Linked DNA regions of Hordeum vulgare: region 2 is linked to region 1. Evidence: chromatin contacts called from public Hi-C data. All regions are on one chromosome and are shown on one strand. Each heading gives the region's core, a stretch centred on a gene start, on an enhancer-like site or on the middle of the called end of the contact. The rest is flanking DNA. Distances are from core to core; before and after follow the strand shown. Region 1 holds the start of LOC123413593 (heterogeneous nuclear ribonucleoprotein 1-like). Region 2 holds the start of LOC123413320 (phospholipid-transporting ATPase 6-like).

What was found. A called contact is a pair of places that touch in the nucleus more often than the background predicts.
Region 2: a Hi-C map of seedling shows a contact between it and region 1, with 2.4 times the contacts expected there. The contact joins the promoter of LOC123413320 here to the promoter of LOC123413593 in region 1. A contact is called at or near these places in 3 of 6 Hi-C or Micro-C datasets (leaf and seedling) and 1 of 1 datasets of contacts at active chromatin or transcription factors (embryo).

The regions. Positions count from the first base shown.
Region 1 is chr7H:508,123,674-508,131,616 of MorexV3_pseudomolecules_assembly, forward strand. LOC123413593 (heterogeneous nuclear ribonucleoprotein 1-like) reads right to left here and starts at 3,580. Exons shown (of 6, transcript XM_045106529.1): 1 at 3,108-3,580; 2 at 2,974-3,014. The coding sequence starts at 3,334.
Region 2 is chr7H:508,295,677-508,303,619 of MorexV3_pseudomolecules_assembly, forward strand. LOC123413320 (phospholipid-transporting ATPase 6-like) reads right to left here and starts at 5,106. Exons shown (of 11, transcript XM_045106260.1): 1 at 4,871-5,106; 2 at 2,557-4,494; 3 at 2,329-2,439; 4 at 1,724-2,000; 5 at 1,535-1,623; 6 at 1,344-1,431; 7 at 945-1,154; 8 at 740-865; 9 at 539-637; 10 at 245-436. The coding sequence starts at 4,361.

The DNA.
Region 1 (7,943 bases), core at 2,330-4,829:
TAACAACACAGTATTAACCGGCACAACCACTAAAATTCTGAAAGTGATATACATGAGAAGCCTTTGTTGGACTCAAACAACAGCAAGGTATGAATAAACCATGCTAACCTTAAAACATGAACGCAGACAAACATTATCATGGAAACATACACTACAGAATTTTCTACATAATTGTAGCTTGGAAGTCAGGACGGGAATGGGCCGTGCCGTCCCGCCGGGTCACTGACCCGGCCCAAAAAATCGAGGCCAATGGGTTGTGTGGGTCGGCCTCGAACCATAGTTGGGGTCAGCGGAGCCGGCACCGACTGACCCCATGGGTCAGCAGGGTCGACCCACCTCCGTGCAGGTTCTTGCTTTGCTGCCACTTTTCCTTCCCTAGCTAGTGTTAAAAGTCAGCCCCGGGTTTCCAGTTTCCCCTCATTTGTACCACTACATGTGTAGCTAGCACATATATACAACAAGTGCTCGCTCGATCGGCTGACTCCTCCCTCTGAGAGTAGATATAGATGATCTGCATGCATGGTAGATCACGGCGCTGCGCTTTGCGGGCTGATCGATCATAACCTGCACCAGTGAATCAACACCGATCGACATCGGCGGCCGTCGATCACGTGCGACCTGTTTTGGTTGTCGCCGGGCGAGCAAGGAGACCTCTCCGATGTCGTCAGGGCAAGCCTGCACCTGCCTCATCAGCTGCCAACCCCGGCTGCAGACATGAGGGGGAGGAGTACAGCTCGCTGTTGCTGGAAGGAGGAATTGGTGGAGGCGGTCTGCTCGTCAGCCATGGGCATGGCGATGAGCAGCTGGGAATGGTGGCCATGATGGTGGGCGGCAATACTAGGCTTCCCTCATCTGATCATCACGTGATCTCGCTGCATTCACCGCCGGCGACGACATATACACGGCCGCATCCAGTGCCACTGGCCGGGATGATTCGTCGGTCGGGCATCGAGAGGGAAGGTGAGATGGTGGTCGAGCCGCCGCTGGAGATAGGCGAGCACATGCAGCACATGTCGATCGTCCATCACCCTCGTGTGCCTCCTGCGATGAAGCCAAGGTTAACATATTCTCACCTGTCTGATCTAGCTTCCACACGAACCGATGGGCACTACTACGTGTCAAAACATGCCATACTCGATGTTGCGTGCGTGCGTGCAGGAAGAGCCAATCGAAGATGGTGGTGTGCATCCCGACGACGACGACGACGCCGGGGCGAGCGGCCGGCATAGCACGAGCTGCGAGGTGGTGCCGTCGGACCTGTGAGCGTGGAGGAAGTACGGGCAGAAGCCCATCAAGGGGTCGCCGTACCCGAGGGGTTACTACCGCTGCAGCAGCTCCAAGGGGTGCCCAGCGAGGAAGCAGGGCCGACCCGAGATACCCATCAGGCCAGCAAAGCCATGGGCATTTATAAGAAATGGGTCGCCCCGCGGCCTCATAAATTGGCCTTGAGGCCATGAGGGCCAGGTCCAAGGCCAGGGCCGGGTCGGCCCATTCCCATCCTGACTTGGAAGTAAGTTACCTTTCCCCTATCCCCAACGTTCCGAACTTTACCCTACCCAAATCAACTCGTTATGGATCACAATTTCCTAATTTAACTTGACAAAAGAATTTCAGCTTCCTAAACAGGAGTCAGCACATATAGCAGTCCAAACACCCCCCAATTACAATTAGTCAATTACCAATATTATCATTCATAGCCGTTAAAATTTTGTGAATTTAATACAGCATTCATAAAAGATGCATCTAACATGAAACAAAATCTCAGATCCACACTCAATCCATACATATAGAGAAACTAAAAGGAAAAGGTCGGCTATAAATAGTAGCTAAAACTGTTCATTTGCTCCCTCTGTTCCTCAATACATAGCATAAATTGGTTTCGGGTTTTTTTTTAACTACAGAACATATTGTGTTTCTCTCGCAACCGGATTACCTATTTCACCCCTTCCCATACTGGAAGCCAATTACACATGCATGCATGGGGAAACAGGAGGGATAGGAGTGAGCGACATGTGAGGGGAAAAGAGACCAGTGCCAGTTATGGCCAAAGGCTATGGAGAAAGAGAGACAGAGAGAGATTACTCTTGAGTTTTGAGGGTATAAGCATCCATCTAGCACAATTTTATCTACACTTTGCCCTGATCATCATGCGTGCTGGAGCTAAAACACTAAAACGCTGGGCAATATGGAGTGGAGGGAGTACTATTTAGAGCCAAGTTTATTGTTTTCGTTTCTTTATATGTGCATAAAATTTTGACCTGAAATATACTCCCTCCACTCCATGTAACAAAAGGTTTGTGTGAACATTGTAACACAAAGTTCAGAATTTCAATGCTTTTGGGATATCTAAGCAAACCGATCTCAGTATCTCACAACTTTCAAGCAAGTTTCCCTCAGATTAATTAATTTCTTCATGATGGCACCATTCATGAAAATACATGTTCCACCTAAGCAAGCTAGCCAGGCATGCAGGAATGGAGAATTTTATCGTTAATAACAGACACCAAACTGGCTTTAGATAGAATAGCAAGAAATGTGTAGCCATATATTCTTGCTCTGTGTCCCCTTTTTCTTGACCAATGTGCGAAGTAAAAGATCACTGAGATTAGGTTGGCCCACAAATCACTAAGTTATAATTTTGGTTCTTGCCCATTGAAAATATACGGCTGAAAACAATGTATAACCTTCTTACAACAGAAGAAATAAGCAATCCAGAAGTACACTGTATTTTCATGTGATGAGGTTCATCAGACAATCAAGCCTAGCCATGAAATGACGTTGAGGTGCTCTTGTCTTGTAAATGCAAAATAAGTTTGTTTATGTTGATCTAATGCACCTAACTACTTTTTTGTTCTTAACTCTTTTTGGATGTTTGTAATGAAGTCACTTACAGCAGGGGCATTTTGTATGACAGGTCTAAAAACTAAAATCGTCCCCATCCTTGGCAATACCCTACAGGAATTACTTATCTACCTTCGGTTGTCTCCCAGGCTACACCCCCAACGAAAATTTTCCTGTAGAGAAGCACAGACCAAACCAAACGAGTTAACCAAACTTCATCCAGTCCAACAGACCAAACCAAAAACCTAAAAGCGCAACGGACTCACCCGGACCCGTCGGCGGGCTCGGCAGGCACGTCCCTGCCGCCTTGCACGCCACCGGCCTCTCCGCTACCAACGACCTCCCCTCCACCTCCTCCATCTCGCGCCCCATCGGCGGTGGGCCTCTCCTCCTCCTCTTCCTCCTCTACCTCCTCTTCGACCTCCTCTTCCACCTCCTCGTCCTCCTCGTAGCCGTTCATGGCGTCCTGGTTCTCCTCCTCGTACCCTGCCATACCACCGCCAGAGACCACGACCACCACGGCGCCCGAACGGGGCTCGGAGACCCGCGGAACCCTAGCTCCGGATCGAAGCGGGCGGCGAGGCGCAGCGGCTGAATTGCCTGGTAGGAGTAGGCGATGGCGTTGGGAGGGTGGTGGGGTTTAGGGGTTCGTGGCCGGAGCTAACCCTAGCTGCGCCGCTTCGAGAGCTCGAGTGAGGTTGGTGGAGAGAATGAGGGGCGGTGGACGGTAGGGGGGGTGGCGGCGGAGCGGTCGGGAGGGGATTTTAGCCCGGTGCCGTGTGAGCCCGAGCTGGCTGGGACCGTCGGATGGCGCATCACGATTCGTGCCGTCGCTAAAAAAGTGCCGGGCTATGCTCTCGCTTTTCCGTGGCTTCCCGGAATGGCATCGTGTTCGATTCGATTCGAGTCGATTACAGCGATGATGCTTTCTTTTAAAAAAAACATTATCAAACTTTATTTAACCTCCCACAACCAGGATTTCATCAGAGATTACATGTAGAATGCAGCCATGGGGTTCGTTAGGCCAAAACCTGCAAAGTTCCTTAGTAACACCTTCTCGAACTAACAAATGTGCACACTGGTTCCTGTCCTTCTAACCCACGAAACTTTGAAACCTTGGAGAGTCTTTCCCAGCAGCTTGATTTCTTCAACTATTGGGCCTGCCGCACTCAAGTTCTTTGTCTGCTCGTTCACCATGGCTGCCACTCCCTTGCTATCGACTTCAACATGCACCCTGGTAGCTTCCGATTGGATCGCCAGTTGCACCGCCTTACGGCAAGCAAGTAACTTGACCACCTCGGAATCAGAGACATCCCGAAACACATAGCATGCACCCCCTCTGTACGCACCATCATGGTCTCGGAGGACCACTCCTCTGCCACCACGATCTCGTAACTTTGCCAAAGCTCCATCAGAATTTGCCTTGAGCCACCCTTGCTCTAGCGGATTCCATCTCACAACCGGTGTTGGGTTGGTACTCCTTGGTTGTTTCATATGAATGGCAGTCCATTCTGTGATGTGCTGATATACATTATCTGCAATCACTCTAGGATCCACAATTATTTTCCCTTCCCTAGCATCATTTCTTGCTAGCCATAGCCCATACACAGCATGTACCATAAGCTCCTGCTCCGAGCTCCCCGCCTCCGCAAACCACTGCAACAGCCATGAGGCAAGCTCTCCATGGGATCCTTCAGACACCTACGGGATCGCCACCGGAACCCCTTTCTCAGAGCTTAACACCTTCCAGAACATGGTTGAATGCGGATACTCTCAGAAGCAATGCAAATTTGTTTCTTCTCTGCCACAGACCGTGCAAAAAATGTATGGTTTGATTTTCCTCCGGTGTAGCTCGGCACCGACAGCCAACCCATTTTTTATCAAACGCCACATATGGATCTTTACCTTCCCAGGAGCATTGGTATTCCAGAGCGCAAGCCAGCTTTGATGTTTATGAACCGATGATGAGGACTCCGGCCGTCCGAATTTGGTCCTTTTTGCGTCATACAGAGACGATAAGCTGATCGTACGCTGCACTAGCCCAACTTGGTGAAGTTCCATGCTAAATGGTCGCTGCTACCCGGGCCACCAATGGTGATTTGCTTTATATCGTATGCATCATCGGCTGTGAACATAGCCTGCAGTTTTTCATGGTCCCAAGCAGTTCCATCGGCACTTAGTAAGTCGCTGACATGAGTTATTCCATGTACGAAAACCTGCCCTAGAGGTTTTAAACTCCCTGCCCTTGGAATCCAATTTTCATGGTGTATGTTAATGTCCGCCCCATCACCAATACGCCAAACCACTCCTTCTCTTAGCAGTTCCCTCCCATGAATGATGCTCCTGAAAGTGCACGATGCACCATTAGGGCATGTAGCATTCACGATCGAGCACTCCTTGAAGTACCTAGCCTTGAGCACCCGGGCACCCAACGATGAAGGGGATTGAAGAAGTCGCCACGCTTGCTTTGCCAGCAAAGCCTGATTGAAGGCTTCAAAATTTTGGAACCCCATACCTCCATCTCTCTTTGACAAACACATTTTATCCCAAGCTATCCAATGCACCTTCCTTTCCCCTTGAGCTGCACCCCACCAGAACTTAGAAGAGATTGAAGTCAAATTCCCGCACATCTTCTTTGAGAGTTGAAAACAGATCATTGTGAAGGTTGGAGTTGATTGTAGCCCAGATTTTATTAGAACTTCCCTTGCCTTCTTCGACAAACCTTGCCCCTTCCACCCTGACACTTTACTATTAGAGCTCTCTCTGACGTACTGAAAGGAGACATCCTTCGATCTTCCAAATACGGTTGGTAGACCCAAGTATCTCTCGCTCAGCGCTTCAGAATCAATACCAATAGCTTGTTTCAGAGCACCCTTGTCCTCATCCCTACACCCTTTGCCGAAAAAGATTGAAGATTTTTGTAGATTCACCTTTTGCCCCGATGCCACTTGGTATGCATGCAGTATATCCTTCAACGCCTGCAAGTTACCCTCTGATCCTTCCAAGAAAACCACACTGTCATCAGCAAATAAGAGGTGGGTAATATGGGGCCAGTGCTCCCAAAACTTACACCATTTATGCGGTTATCTCTTTGAGCCTGTTGAAGCAAAGTTGAAAAACCTTCAACGCAAAACAGGAACAGATATGGGGAGAGAGGATCACCCTGCCTAAGCCCTCTCGACGCCTAAAAGTTCCTTGAAAAAATCCCATTCAATTTGACACAGAAGCGCACACTCTGAATGCATCTCATAATCATGTTGATCCAAGCTTGCCCAAATCCAAACCGCTCCATTGTTCGCTCGAGGAAAACCCACTCGAGTTAAAACTTGGCGTAAAGGGTATTGGTGTAAGAAGTTATGGTGTACATCAAAATGATATAAAAACTTGATCTGAATGTATAAATACAGTGTCAATCACGTTGGTACATGGAATATGCGCAAATTAGACACATGGGTCCCACTGTCAGTCCCTGAACTTAGGAAAGTGAGGTGTGCCCTAATTTTTTTAAACCACCCCAAAATATATCGTTTTACAAAAAAGTCCATACTGTAAGATTAGCAGGAAAAGGAGGTGGCTAGCACTCGAACACGTGACAACATCACAAAAGAACCGTGTCGAACCAATAGACTGCACAACTAACACTATCATTAATGGATGAATAACAGCTAGGTATCGTTTTTTCTAGTAACATTTTCTTTTTGCACCTTTTTTTAGAAAGATTTATTTTCTTTTTCATCTAAGTTACAAATTATTTTTTTTGTGCAGAGTGTATTTAACTGATACGCATCTGAAGTTTAAATGGGCTGCAGGTATTGCGGTCCATTTTGCACGAGCTATTTTCTAAATATATATTTATAAATTTTCTAAAAAACTAATAAAATTATGTTTAAATGTTGTGTTCTATAAATTTTATATAATTAAATCATGATTAGTAATTAAAATTTATTCTAGAATTACATTTAAAAATACTATTTTAGTTATACAAACATTTTAATAATTATAATCACATTCATATAGTTTGATTTTTGTATAACTAAAAAAATCATAATTTTAATTTTAAACTGTTGTTAGGATGTCAATATAAGCCATGAGTTTATACTTTTTATTGTATTCATTAAACATTGTATATAATATACAATTTAAATGTCTGTATGAACTCATAAATACATGGTATATATTTCAATGTTTTTATTTAAATAATATTGATCACACAAAAGTATTGGAACATATTTTTTATTACTTATGGTTTAATTTATTTATTTATGGAGACTCACAAAGCTTTATTAAGATGTCGTCATAATGTTTACACGAACAAAATCAAGGTTACCAGGTTGGCATAACCACACATGTCGGGCAACCCTTAACTTAAGTACATGCTTTGCGAGATTATGAGCCTCCACAATAGACGATCTAAACTCATGTCTAAAGTTCACAGAAGTAAAAGAAGAACATCAATCCATAATTTCTTGTATGACTCCTCCATAGCTTGATGCAATGCTCTTCTTGATGGCATCGACTACAATGTTGCGGTCGGACGCCATCACCAACCGACGGACATAAAGATCTGAAGCAAGAGTCGAAGCTTCTTTGGCCGCTAGCACCTCCAAGGTTGTAGGATCACTCATGAATGAGAAGAGGATACCTGACGCCCCCAGGTACATACCTTCAGAATCGTGGCACACCACTCCCACGGAGCGGAAGCGTCCATTTCTTGAGACAGCTGCATCAACGTTGCACTTCACATAATTGTGAGACAGAGCCTGCCATTAACTGTATATAACCGGAGGCACTGAAGGAGCGGTTGAGCATTGGATCTTCCCAGGCTCTGAATCTCTTCGAGAAAAGATATGACAAACCCTTGCGTCGTTGACGGGCTTTGAAACAGATCTTCGTGAATAGCCTTTCGCCTAGACCACCAAAATGCCCACATCGTTACTATCATTTTTGTAAAATCCGCTCGGGCAAGAGTCTCACTCAAAGCGAACAACCAGTTCTTGGCCTTCTGTTCTTGGTTCATGCACATTGACTCAACCAAGCGATCATCAGATAGAGCCCAAACACATTGTGCCATATTGCATGTGAGGAGGCTATGCCTCCAACTG
Region 2 (7,943 bases), core at 3,856-6,355, 170 kb after region 1:
CTATCTAACCCCCAGATGGGACTATATTCGGGATCCATTGCGATTGCAGTGGTCGATGAAACAAAGTTTGACACATTATTCATATCTCCTTTGTTAGCTTCAACTTCTGAAGCGCACTGATATGATGAAGCAAATAAACAAAAAACACATCCCAGAAGTACACTTTATGGTGTTTCCTTTCCGAGCACGTTTATATTTCATATAAGCCATATGGCTTAAGTAAGTCGAATATTCTGTCACATACCTGCAAGCAGATTTCAGCAGAAACATCTTGCTCAAATACTCCAAGTGATATAACAGGCAGAGAGGTAAGAACAACGTTGAAAAGCAGCATAAACCAATCATCATAGACTGATTGCCCAGAAAATCCAGCGAATGCCTCGAAGTAAAATATTGTAAGTCCAAAGGTAATATTCTTGTAAAAGAAGTAACAGATCTGCAATTCAACGGAAGAGGACTCAGAAAACATTATATCACGTATTCAAAATAATATAGTTCAACAGAGTGTAACAAACAAATGAAGCGTTTTGAGTGGCACCATTTGGGCAATTCTCTTGTAGCACCAATGGCCATGTACAACAAGAAGTCGCTCAAGGAACCTAAATTGGGAAATAGAAAAGTCACTCGCCATCACAGCCTGGACAAAAGAAAGAAGCCATCATCAGTTACAATTAAAGTATTAATACATCTTCTCGCAATGCACTAGATTCCCAAGAGAACCGTAATAATCTAGACAGACCTGCATGCCTTCGACCCCACTTATACCAACACCAATATCAGCTTCTTGAATCATGCCCACATCATTTGCACCATCACCTATTGCTAAAGTGGTTTGTCCAATGCCTTCTTTGACCAGTCGGGTCACCTGCAACGCGAAAACGAGCAAACTCAGCATTGGCTTATATATAAAACCCAGATTAAGGATTGGCGATAGATGAGGTTACCAGTGCTTTCTGTCTTGGAGACACACGGCAACATATGACAGAAGCACACTCTATTGCAAGATTCAAGAACATATGCTTCATGTCATCTTCCAAAGCAAATGTAAGAGCTTTTCCATCAATAACTAGAGCAAATGCTGCATCAGGATCCTTCTCTAGCTTTACCATTTGTGAACCATTGGCAATTTGCAACATAAGACTCTCCTTCGCAGCCTGCTCAGGTTCCAAAGATGAATGCAAAGCAAAGATGACTACTATATAGACCAAATCCATCTATAGTACTTCCTCCGTCCCAAAATAAGTGTCTCAAGCTTAGTATAACTTTGTACTAGAGCTAGTACAAAGTTGAGACGGTTATTTTAGGACAGAGGGAGTATATGAGAAACTGCTGTGCAAAGGTACCTTTTGTGCATCCTGGGCTACTTGGTCACCAGCGGTTGTGGACAAGGATATCTGTTTCATGCCTTGCCTAAGTAAACTGCATGCGTATCTGGAAAGAAGAAACGAATAAAATGTTCAGAAGAAAGACACATAGTCACACGTAGGAATACAAATATTACTGTTGAGAGTAACTCTTTTAGGAAAGAGCTTACCCTATGTTAATTGCAGTTTCCATCTTATCGCCTGTCAGAACCCAGATTTTAAGACCTGCTTGCGCCAAGCGATCAATGCACTGAGGAACCTGATACAACATGAGAAATAACACAACAAGTCAAAACAGCTACTAGCATGACAGCAGGATCAGCGATATAACAACTCAAAAATCAACAGATCATTGTTACCCCTGTTTGTAGTTTGTCCTCAACCGCTGTTGCACCAACAAGGATCAGCTCCTTCTCAATCAAATCTGCGACTCGCTCAAGTTGCAATTCCCTATCAGGCCCAATGGATGTCTTTGCTTTAAGAAACTCAGCATTCCAAGATTCATATTCTGATTCCTCAAGCATTCTGTATGATAGCGCTAACGTCCGCAAGCCTGCCTCACCATATTCATTGAGATGCTTGGTTGTATCTGGCTCATACAACCTTCCATTTTTTGCTAGTCTATCAAATATAATGCTGCTCGGTTGGAACAAAAAACAACATAAGATAGTCAGACTAAAACATGAGCAGCCATGTGGAGAATACTTAATCAGAAATCCCTTTTTATTTTTTCCACACGCTACTCTTTTGGTGGCACTTCTTTATTTCTCATATTTTTAGTTTATGATCAACAAAGTAGCAGTGTGTGTACACGCTACTCTTTTGGCAGCATTTTTTTATTTTCCATCTTTTTAGTCTATGATAAATAAAGTAGCAGACTGTAACACAGATGACAGCACATGTTGATGTAATAACTGACAAAATAAGCATCAGAAAACAAAAGATATTTGGTATAGAATCTTACGTATCTGCTCCTTTGCAAAGAAGAACAATACGGTTATCTTCATCCCTCATAATTACCGTCATTCGCTTTCTTTTGCTGTTGAACTCCAATAAATTGAGAATCTTGAACTCCCTAAGAAATCCCAATCGAAGATGAAGATACATGAATAAATAGCAATCAGAAAGCTAGATACTCTGAGTTGAACATAGAAAGGCTAAGGATAACAGCAATTTGAAATACATATACAACCTCTCAGTTGTGCCATTAGAGGAAGTGTATTTCTCTTTGAGGAAGACACTCGCTTGTGTTCTCTTGAAAAATTCAAATCCAAATTCTCTGGCTGCCACAAGAAAAGCCCCCTCGTCAGGTGATTCTGCTTCATAAGTAAGAGCACCTGTTGCCTCATTCACCTCGGGGATTGCAGTGTGACAAACAGCAAGTATCCGGAAGAACATAAGAATCATGTTGGAATTTGGTTCTTTGGTCCAGTGCCCTTGCATAAGACGGTCATCCTCAAAACTAAAGCCTTTTATCGAGGTTTTTTGGGTCTTTCCCACGCTGAAGGTAACTCCTTCCACTAACTGGATTTCATCCTCATTACTCTCCCATACATCTTCCACGGGAATATCTTGGTCAGCAGCGCCTGATGCCATCTGCTTTGCAGCAGCCCTTTCAACTTCACTCGCACACACACCATAAGAAACCCCAGCAATTGAACACTTCAAGAAATCCATCTGATTACAGGTCAAAGTGCCAGTTTTATCTGACAAAATCGTATGAACTTGGCCAAGCTCTTCATTCAAGTTTGACGTACGGGCCTGAGCAGTATTGCCAGTCTCCTCATCAAACATATGAATGTCCTGGTTAATGAAATGTGCTTGTGCCACCTTCACAACTTCAATAGAGACATATAGTGAGATCGGAATCAAATACCCGTAGAGAATGAGTGCTGTAATGAGATGGAAAATCCCAGAAAGAGCAGGGCGTGTTGGATCGTCCAATTTGTTGGAGTTCTGAGGCTGCAAGTACCACCATCTGGGCAGATCAAGCTTGATCCTCACAGCAAAACCAATCGAACTAATGAGCGATATTAAAACCAGAACAGTGAACAAAATATATATGATCAAATCCATCTTCTTCTCAATCCTGCTCCTCTTTGATGGCGACTCGGTTGAATTCTGCATCACCTTACTGTCGTGCCCTGTAAAAATGACTACTGCATATATGAAGGCTGTGTTCCTCAGTTTTGAGTCCCTGAGAAGTATCTGAGACGGATCAAGGGAATATATCTGCCTCTCATATTCCAGGTTACCAATGAATGTGTACAAGCTCGCGTTTGGGTCTTCACACCTTACCACTCCCCGGAAATCCTTAAACGTTTCATCCTCTTCCAATGGCAGAGTAACCTCCAGTGACCTCTTGAGCTTCAGGTTTGTCTCGCCATCCAGGTTCATTGTCTCGACGTAGCAAATGCCATCCTCATAGCTCGAGGACAAGAGCAACAAATCAGCAGGGAAGAACTGGTCCTTCTCAACCCTGACCACATCACCAACACAAAGGTCCTCCCAATGTCGGAACTCAAATTCACCGTCACCCTTGTGCGCGCTAACCTTGCGGTTGTTCACTTTCATGTCCTGCATGAACCTTCGCCAGTCCTCCAGGGCCTCCTTGATCATACTGAGCCCGACAACAAAGGCCAAGGGAGCGATCATGCTGACGGGGGAGAAGGGGCAGACCGGGGTGAGCGAGAGGATGGCGGTGAGGAGGAAGTAGAGGTTGGCGACGCGGCGGAACTGCTCGAAGATGGCCTTGGGGAGGAAGGTGAGGACGTTATACTTGGTGGTGGAGATGTAGTTGGTGGGGTACTTGAGCGGCTTCCGGCGGTGGAGGATGGAGTTGTTGCAGTGCACGATGCGCGAGAAGCCAGGGCCGCCGACGGGGCTGCCGCTGACGGCGGCGGGCCCGGCGGCCTCGTCGGTTTGGGGTTGGCGGAAGCAGGAGAAGGTGTAGAGCTTGCTCCATCGCAGGCGGTCGCGCTTCCGCGCACGGGCCATCTCGGCGGCCTGCTGCCCTGTCGACGCGCGGGGTCCGGTTCCGGCTACGCGGAGGCCCGCATTGGAGTCTCCTCCCGATCAAATCTCGGCCGAATTCCTGCGGGGATTCCTACGCCGTCGGGGCGAATTCGACCTGCGAATTGCGGTGGGTGAGGGATCAGGCCGTGATCTCGCGAGCAAATTAAGATCAATAATAAATAAATAAAATCCAAAACACGACGAGGAAATCCGTGCACCCAAAAAAAAAATCGTGGAATCCGGCGAGCCGCATTCCGTGCCACGCATGATTACCCACCGAATTCATCCACCGTCAGGGAAGAACAGCAACAGGAAACGCAGAGAGGGTAAAAAAAAACGCGTGCAAAACACGGCGAGAAATCCGAAACTCGTACTAGGAAGCGAAGGAGAGGGGAGAAACCGCGGCACGCGGAAGAAGCATGGGGGCAGGCATTAGCGCCCAGCCCCTGCCGGAGCTCGGGCCGAGGGGAAGGGGCGTCGGCGTCGCTCACCTGGGAGGGAGGGAGCGGCAAGGCGGCGAGTCCGGGTGGCTGGCGGAGGGGCAGGCGGCCGTCCTCCTCCGATCCCTCCTCGGGATTCTCGCGCGGCGGGCGGGGATGCGGGGGAGCTGGCCTGGCCTGGCCTGCGTGTAGAGGATTGGAGGGCGGAGCGAGAAGGCAGGAGGGGAGGGACGCAACAGGGGGACGAGGTGGGAGGCGACTAGAGAGAGAGAGAGAGAGAGAGAGAGAAAGAATGGGAGCGGTGAGAGATGGATTACTAATTAAACCTCCGATTAACTTTCGAAATACGCCATTTCGCGAGCGAGGCGTATTCATGGCCGCGGCTTGCGCTTCTCGAGACGAGAGTCCGTAGAGCGGGACAGCGGGGCGGGCCGGCCCGCCGGCGCACGGGGAGAGGAGGCTCGGTCCGGTTTGGTCTCTTCCGCCAGCATTTTATGCTGCGTCTTTATTATTTTGGTTGATTGATTGGTGTTTCGATCGCTTGATTAAGAAGATCGCGAGTGGTCATTTTGAATCCGTTGAGTACGGCAGGATACGCCAGGGCCAGACTGGGCGTGGCTTTTTGTCAACTCGTTGCTGGTGAGGAGAGAGCACCATCTGTGATGTACTCATGGCATGGCACGTCGGGGTCGTCGTGATGTTGGCTGGTGGAGTGGGAGAGGAGGCGACAGCGGCAGACAGGTGTAGGTCCGTAGAGAACGGGACACACGAAAGAAGTGCTGGACTGCTGGCATCCCACTGGGTACGTACGTTACGGGATATAAACAGAGGAGTAATAATACTACTGCTGCATACACACGAGGGAGTGAAGAGATTTGGGGCAGGTACATGTCAGGGCCATCTGCAGATCTTATCTGATTGCTACTTACGGGACACGCAGGACGTGTTTTGGTTGCCATCTCTATACTATGCTGCATTGTATGTGAAAATACAAAGAAGAACCTGGTAACAGCGCACCTTATATGAAAAAAAAATAGTATTTTATATGAAAAAAATAGAAATGCTCACGCGTCGCCTCCTCCGAAGCGTCCAGGGGGGATCCCAACGCCGCCGGGCTCGGCCTTCCTCTGCTCCGTTGCCGCCGCTGTCGCCGGCCCCTGCCGCCGCGGTGGCGAGCCCTGTCGGCGTTTTGGAAACGGGGGTACCCAGACTCGTCTGTCTACGGTCCAGGACTGGCCCACTCCATCGACCAAGCATCAGCAGGCTCGACAAGGTCCTCGTGAGGGGCCAGACCTCACGAGGAGGAACGGCACCGAGACCCGCAGGGGGGCTCCTCAGGACCCCTCCGGAGCAGCGGACATTTCGAGGCAAGGCCCAGCCTCAGGAGTCAAGGGCGACGCAGAAGAATGACAGACAAACCACAGATGGCAGAGCAGAGCAGCCCCCCTTTGGTGCAAAGGGGATCAAGACGTACGCGGGACCCGAAGGCATCTTCCAAAGGTTTCCACTTCGGTGTAACTGATGACGAGTTGATGGATATACTTCTCACCCCTCGTTGGTTACCCCAAATGGAAGGTTGAGATGTAGTCAGCAGCAGATTTTCCTTATACGGAGACTGTAAGGTTTATCGAACCAGGAGGACTCCTAGGCTCAACAAGTAGGTCTCCTGTCCTAGTCAGCAGAAGACGTGGACCTGCACACACAACAAATAACTTTGCTCCCAACGAGTACAGAGAGGTTGTCAACCTCTCCGGACTTGTAGTTTGCAAAGGATCAAAACACAAGAGCGAAAGCAATAGTGACTGCAACGGAAAAGTAAATGAAAGTGATAAATGATGGAGGAGTAAACAATGATGATGATATGGACCGGAGTCACATGATGTTCACTAGTGATGTCTCTCTCCCAAAAGAGGATAAACAACTATGCTTGGGTAAACAAATCACAGTTGTGCAATTGACAGAATTATGATCGCACCGCAATGCTAACTATGCTACTTGATAGTTAGAGGTTCAATAGTAATGGGCAGTACGCCAAGACATCAGCATCTACTTACTAATCATCCACCTTGAGATATCTATCCAGAACATCTCTCCGGTATTAAGTTGCGAGCCCCACCCAAAGTGTAAACTCAAATCAACGGACTGTTGGAAATATGCCCTAGAGGCAATAATAAATTAGTTATTATTATATTTCTTTGTTCATGATAATCGTTTATTATCCATGCTATAATTGTATTGATTGGAAACACAGTGCATGTGTGGATACATAGACAAAACACTGTCCCTAGTAAGCCTCTAGTTGACTAGCTCGTTGATCAAAGATGGTCAAGGTTTTCTGACCATAGGCAAGTGTTGTCACTTGATAACGGGATCACATCATTAGGAGAATCATGTGATGGACTAGACCCAAACTAATAGACGTAGCATGTTGATCGTGTCATTTTGTTGCTACTGTTTTCTGCGTGTCAAGTATTTGTTCCTATGAGCATGAGATCATATAACTCACTAACACCGGAGGAATGCTTTGTGTGTATCAAATGTCGCAACGTAACTGGGTGACTATAAAGATACTCTACAGGTATCTCTGAAGGTGTTCGTTGAGTTAGTATGGATCGAGACTGGGATTTGTCACTCCGTGTGACGGAGAGGTATCTCGGGGCCCACTCGGTAATACAACATCACACACAAGCCTTGCAAGCAATGTGACTTAGTGTAAGTTGCGGGATCTTGTATTACGGAACGAGTAAAGAGACTTGCCGGTAAACGAGATTGAAATAGGTATGCGGATACTGACGATCGAATCTCGGGCAAAGTAACATACCGAAGGACAAAGGGAATGACATACGGGATTATATGAATCCTTGGCACTAAGGTTCAAACGATAAGATCTTCGTAGAATATGTAGGATCCAATATGGGCATCCAGGTCCCGCTATTGGATATTGACCGAGGAGTCACTTGGGTCATGTCTACATAGTTCTCGAACCCGCAGGGTCTGCACACTTAAGGTTCGACGTTGTTTTATGCGTATTTGAGTTATATGGTTGGTTACCGAATGTTTTTTGGAGTCCCGGATGAGATCACGGACATCACGAGGGTTTCCGGAATGGTCCGAAAATGAAGAT